2 separate regions of the Mus musculus genome follow, and region 2 is linked to region 1. The links are chromatin contacts, called in public HiChIP or PLAC-seq maps. All regions are on one chromosome and are shown on one strand. The core of a region is the stretch at or near the end of the contact, and the rest is flanking DNA. Distances in the headings are between cores, read along the strand shown.

Region 1 (3,112 bases), core at 161-2,660:
TCAAGATGATTTATTTAGGCTTTATGATCCTTTGCTATCCTTTACTAAATAAAAGTGTCCCAATCCAGATATAATTATTTTTATACTTAATTATCTAAAAGGAAAAACAAACAAACAAAAATCCAAAATCTTGGAATGTGAGCAGGCCAGCCTAATGTGATAGCCTTTAATTTAGACTATGGACTCTTCTAGAGGCCTCAAAGAAGTGCCCAAAGCTCTTCCCAGAGTTGTGCTATCCAGTAAGTGGGATCCTAGCACTCATGTGGCTATTTCAATGAAATGTAATTAGACACTTGGTCTTCAGTGGCACTGGTCACATTTGAAGCACTTGTAGCTGTGTCTCAGCTACTGTTTGGGTTGTAGAAGAATCCCCCAACAACCCCTAACTTGTCCATGTTCTTCTCCATAACTTGCTGCTTGCTGGCCTGACAAGGACCTAGGACCCTGCTCCATCTTGGGCTTCACTGTTTTCCTACTCTGCTGGACATTACCGCAGACTTTCCACTTGCCCTGACCACCTTAGAGATGCATAGACCTTAGTGCCCAAATGCAGTCGAGATACTACTACACTCAAATTGCCATTCCTTCTACATTTCCAAGTCATTAAGGTGAGTTAGGGCTTGCCTACAAAGATATAAAAAACAGGAGTAGACTGGTGCAGATTACAGGCTTTAAACTGGAGTTTTGTAGTTACGGGTGGGGGAGGGTGAGGGGGATTTTGTTAGAGGCAGAACGGGGAAGGTAGCTGTGATAGGTTATTTCTCTGCCACCACGGAAAGGAGCCAATTCAAGTTAGATTAGATTAAAGGCAGGTTTACGGAGAAGCTGCTCTCCTGTGGGCGAGTTCACTAGCTCCGAGGACTGAGGCCAGGAAAGTCCCCATGGGGGGGGGGGGGGTGCACTCAGATAAAGGAAGAGAAAAAGAGCAAGCAAGAGTGACCAAAACTTCTAGATTATATAGGGAGGAACCTCTGGGGGAAAGGGCAGCTCAGCCCCTGGGCTGGGAAGTTGAGATCAGGGTATGCCTGGTTGGGACAGATGCTGTTCCCAACATGGAGCCAGGTCTGCTTTGGTAAGTAAATATTCACCTCTGTCGCTTGTCCTCATTGGAAAACAAACACGAAGCTGCTGGTATCCGGGAGAGAGACAGTTACTTTTCTTCTGCAGTCTCCGAATAGCAGGCTTCCTGGAAATTTGAGCTTTGTTGAGGGTCTTGGCTTTGGGAGAGGAGGGTCTTTTAGAAATAAGGGGTATGGGACCCCCATATTCCGCTTTCTCCCAGGAGCCCAGCCCTCCCTCCTAAGACTCTCCCCAGCCTCGCTTGTTAACTATGAGCTCAGCTTCACAAGCAGGAAGTGAAGTATCTATTTTACCACACCACTTGATTATACCCGCCCCCAATGCACCCCGGAATTGCAATAAAAGTCCAAGACAACTAGAACCCCCTTCCTCTCCGGGCAGACCAGCCGGGATTAGGAGGCCAGCAGAGCACCCACAAACTGCGGGTCACGTGCGCGATCAGAGCCCGACCATCGAGTCAGTCCTCCAGCTTCCCAGAGCGGCCTCGGAAGTGCCCCTGCGGCTCGGGTCTTTCCGGCCAGGCAGTCCGCGCTTTTGTCCCGCCGGCGGCCGGGCTCCCGCGGTGCCGCCACAGCCAGTACGTGAGTCCCGGGCTGCCGACGCTCCCGCCTCTCCCCGGCCCGCCACGCCCTTCCCTTCTCTGCCCTCCGGTCCCGGGCGGGTCCTAGTGGGGGAGGGAGAGCGTGACTTTCCACACGCCCTGGGGAGCGTCCTCTAGGAGTGAAGGGGAAGGAAGAGCCCTGGTTCGGGCCCGGCGCGCGGGCAGGCTGCCATCGGAGCAGGCCCTGGGCCGAGGAAGGGCCAGAGTCCGCCCCGGTGTTCCTTGACTGTCATGGCCGTTTCGGGCTTAGAAAGAGGAGAATCCCGATTATTAGCGCCTAAAAATTTGCCCTGATTGCGGTTAAGTTTGTTTCTGAGACTTGGAGATGACCTGATTCGGTCACCTCTTCCCGTCATTTTGGTGGGGGAGAGGTGTTGAGAGACACTTGCGGCTCTGGAAGCAGACCGTTCTCCACTTCCTGGCCCTCTCCTAGGAGAAACTCATCTGTAGAGCAGTGGGTGCAACCGGAGGCCGCCATCTGCCCTACCCCACCCCCACCCCACCGCAAACTGAGAAAGTGTTGGCCTAGGGAAAAGCCAGCGAAGGCACTTGAACCCAAGTGATCGCTTGGGGAAGTCCTGGGGCAGCGGTGTGAAAGAAAGAAAGGTCAGGTGGAGAGAGCCGCGGCTAGTGTGTTATCTTAAGATGGTTAGTCTAGATGGCCAAGACCGTTTGTGTACGCCTGAAGCTTTTGTCTGTCTGGGGTGTGTGTGTGTGTGTGTGTGTGTGTGTGCGCTTTTGTCTGGGGTGTGTGTGTGTGTGTGTGTGTGTGTGTGTGTTTGAATACGTAATGCTCACGTGTCCAAGGCATTAAAATACAAAGATTTTTAAAAAACAAAAATTTAATGCAAAATATGAAAACAAGATTTTCTTTTACTGTTCTCAAAGGTTGTTCTGGGCCCTACCTTAAAAGGTAAACACTTTTGTTAAGATGTTGAGTAGACTTTAAGGACTTCTTCATTTAAATACTAGCAAATATATAAGTCGTTCCTCTTTTATTCAGACAGGTGGTAGCATAATAAGTCCTGCTTCTCTGTTTCTTTTACTGAATCTGTTTTACAGAACTCATACGGAAACGGGTGGGTTGTTTGTTTTACAAACATGTAGCAGATTGGCCATTTTAAAGGATGCTTTAGATAAATCTCTAGACTGCAGTTGATAATCTTTGAGTTGTTTCTAGTGTTTTTTGCCAAATGGTATTATGTGGAATGATTCTGTATTAGGATAAGGATTTTGAAATTAAGAGGGACTGAGGTTAATAAGGTATTTTTTGTTGTTTTGCATTCAGTTAAATGGGCTACACTAATTGCTTCAAGCTAATCTCTGAGTGGGCCCTTAGCTTCAGAAAAATCTCTCCACTGCCCTTCATGCTCTCTTGCTTCCCTTATTGCTGGAGTATCTAAAAGTATCTCTTTCACTACTATGAGAATA
Region 2 (3,240 bases), core at 322-2,821, 930 kb after region 1:
GTACTTCCAAATGCTTTTTATAAAATTATTATCATTCTTCCAAATTAAATTTTTTGTAGATTTCTATCTATCCATCCATCTATCTATCCATCCATCCATCCATCCATCCATCCATCTATCCATCCATCCATCCATCCATCTATCTATCTATCTATCTATCTATCTATCCATCCATCTCTCTCTATCTATCTATCTCTGTCTCTATCTCTGTGTATATGTGTGTGTGCATCCATGAGTGAATGCTATTGCTGTTAATTTCAGCAGCCAGAAGAGAGTATCAGATCCCCTGGAGCTGTAACCCCCCCCCCCCCAATCTCCATCTTTTGCTGAGCCATCCCTCAGTCCACTACTTCTAAATTATTTTTGGTCTAGAACTTGCTAGGTAAACCATGCTGGTCTCAACTTCACAGAGATATACCTGCCTCTGCCTCCCAAGTCCTGGGGTAAAGGTGTCTACCACCATGCCTGGCTTACTTCCGAAATCTTGAGGGTAGACTTCTCCAGAGAGCACAGCAGCATTCGTCTGCGCGTCCAAAGTCCTCATTGAGGACTTACTATCAGGACACATTAATACAATGGGCTGAGAATCCAGTATCTGAGAGATGATGAGTTTAGTTATGTTTCATACATGGATATCATACTCACTCCCTCATGGAGTAAGATGATGGACAGCCAGACTGACTGGTTGCTGTGTACTCTGTCAGGATAACCGGAGTATATTGTACTTCAAAGTTGTAAGGAAAGCCATGTCTTGAAAGCTGAGTCACAAGCCGCGTTTCAGAAGGTTGTGGCTCACTCTGGCTGTCACCCATTACATCTGCTCAAACCTCCCAGAATGAATTTATCTCTCCTTCCTTTTACCCTCCTGCCATGTCCAGGTGACATGGGGACAGCTCATACAGCTGTCTCCCTAGCCTTTACCAAAATAAATATGGTCCGCCCCTTTTGTCCAGGCGGAGTCATTTGCACCTTTGAGTCAGAAACTATCTTGTTCCTAATTGTTTAACCGGGCTCTAGTTCACAGAGCCCGCAGTAGCTAGTTTTGCTTCATGGTTCAGTGGCAGAAGCCCTGGGCTGGGATCTGAAGGTGAATTTGTACTGTCAGAGACTGCCGCCTTCAGGCCAGGAGAGGTAAGAGCAGGGCACTGCGCCCCTAGATCATACTGCTGTACGCTTATGAAAAAAATTAAGTGCTCATCTGTGACCTCAGCCTCAAGGCCACCCCAATCCATCTGTCAGATGGGGTGAGCGCACTTATTTCAAAGGGCACCAGCTGCGCTTCCTGACAACTGGGCTCTTGAGGATCCCAACCTTAGACTTGAGTCAAAATCCCGAGGCTGACCAGGCGCTGCTGTACCCTTCTCCAGACGCTTTTTGCCACATTAACTCGCCTGGGCTGCACAGTAGGCAGAGAGCATGCGATCCCCTCCAAACTGGACAGCGGCAGCAGGGCTGGAGGGGACTGCCAGGCCAGGAGAGGTCGAGGAGGGCGACGCTGTGAGCCAGCGCGGCCGCTAGGGGGAGCCAACCTTCGGGCCGACGTCTCGACCCCGCCCCAGCCTCTCGGCTCCTCTCGGCTCGGCTCGGGCGCGGCGACGGCGGCGCGCGCTTCCGCCTCACGGGCTCTGGCCCGGTGCGAGCGGCCGCGGGATGTGGCTCGGGCCCGAGGAGGTGCTGGTGGCTAACGCGCTATGGGTGACGGAGCGGGCCAACCCCTTCTTCGTGCTGCAGCGGCGCCGAGGCCACGGCAAGGGCGGAGGCCTCACGGGTGAGCGGGGCGCGGGCGGCCGGGCCTGTGCGCACCGGGCCTGGCGGGGCAGCAGGACGCGACCCGCGGGCACGCGCAGCGGCACAGGGGGGTCGGAAGGCGGGTGGGGAGGACGATCCCGGGACAGGCAGCAGGGGAAGGACACCAGTGGCCTCCGCCGGGACGTGTGCACAGTCCTGTAAAGTCACATAGCAACCAGAAGCCAGCAGGGTTCCCCAGCTCGCCCTCTGCCTCAGTTTCTCCAGCTGCCTCTGAGGGACCAAGTGGCATAAGCACACGTTTCCTTTTGCCCTCTTTACTCCTAGTTCACTGAAGAGTTGCCTCTTGGCGAAGACCAAAGATGCCCTGACCTCCCCTTCCTCCGGTCTCTCCTCACTTGATGCCGTCAGAGCTCCCAATTCAAAGCTTGTTTTTGCATATTTATCGGTATATATGAAGTGTCCCTCAGAGCTACCCCGGGTGCCTCTCGGGTATCTGAGCACTACCACTCACACAGAAGCAGCTGGAGTGGGAGCCTCTGACTTTGTGTGACATGTGGCATTGTGGGAATCTATTCAGCAGGACTTGTTGGAAGCCCCGTGTGTCCCAGGGCTTGTCAAGTACTCCAGATCCGGCCCTGCAGCAGACCCCTGTACGTGGACCCTTCTGGGTGCCAGATCTTTCAATATGGAAAGTGAATTTTCTGTGAATGCCCTGGTTTTGCAGGGTGGCAGCTGACAGTCCTGCAGATGCAGTTGGTGGCCTCACCTAGGTGACATCAGCTGCCAGCATCTCATGAGCTACACTTCTTAATGTGGAAGGGACTGTACCTTTTCCAAGAAAACTCAATGTTCCCTTCCACAATCAGGCTCCTTCCCGGAGGGCCAAGAGATGACTGGAGTTGATGCTAGGCCTGGCTCCAGGACCCAATGTTTATTGAGAGTTAGGTAGCAGCCCTCTTGAACAGCCCAGTGATCAACCTTGGAAGCTACCATAAGGCCACTGAGGAACACAGGGCACCGTGGGACAAGTCCCTTTTGTTCTAGCATTCATCTGTGTCCAACCGCCTCCCGCCTCTCAAGGCTGAGCGTCCAGACTACGGTGCCAGCCATTCTGTGAATTCCAAATCACATTGAGCCAGGTTTGTGCAGCCTGCCATGGCCATTGGGCCATCACAGCCTCCTGAGCACTGTATACCTAAGAGATTCATCAGGAACGCAGGTTCCTTCGAGCCTCTTTTCAAAACTGACCAGCCTGGCCTGGAGAAGTGGGCTCAAGGGCTGCAAAACCAAGGTTCAAATCCCAGCACCCATATGGTGGCTCACAACCATCTGTAACTTTGGTTATAGAGAACCCAATACCCTCTTCAGGCATCCATGGCCACCAGACACAAACATGTGCACAGATATACATGTAAACACATAATGATCTGGGCAGTGGTAGCTCATGCCTTTACTCTCAGCACTTGGGAGGCAGAGGCAGGCAGATTTCTT

The links. HiChIP or PLAC-seq counts read pairs in DNA pulled down with a chosen protein or histone mark.
Region 2: a contact with region 1 is called in an H3K27ac HiChIP or PLAC-seq map of extraembryonic endoderm stem cells, with 4 times the contacts expected there. The contact joins the promoter of Tbc1d9b here to the promoter of Zfp62 in region 1. A contact is called at or near these places in 1 of 39 promoter capture datasets (the C10 cell line) and 1 of 115 datasets of contacts at active chromatin or transcription factors (extraembryonic endoderm stem cells).

Annotation. Positions count from the first base shown.
Region 1 is chr11:49,201,882-49,204,993 of GRCm38.p6, forward strand. It overlaps Zfp62 (zinc finger protein 62), which reads left to right and starts at 1,411. Exons shown (of 4, transcript NM_009562.3): 1 at 1,411-1,657.
Region 2 is chr11:50,129,789-50,133,028 of GRCm38.p6, forward strand. It overlaps Tbc1d9b (TBC1 domain family, member 9B), which reads left to right and starts at 1,572. Exons shown (of 22, transcript NM_001290760.1): 1 at 1,572-1,768. The coding sequence starts at 1,651.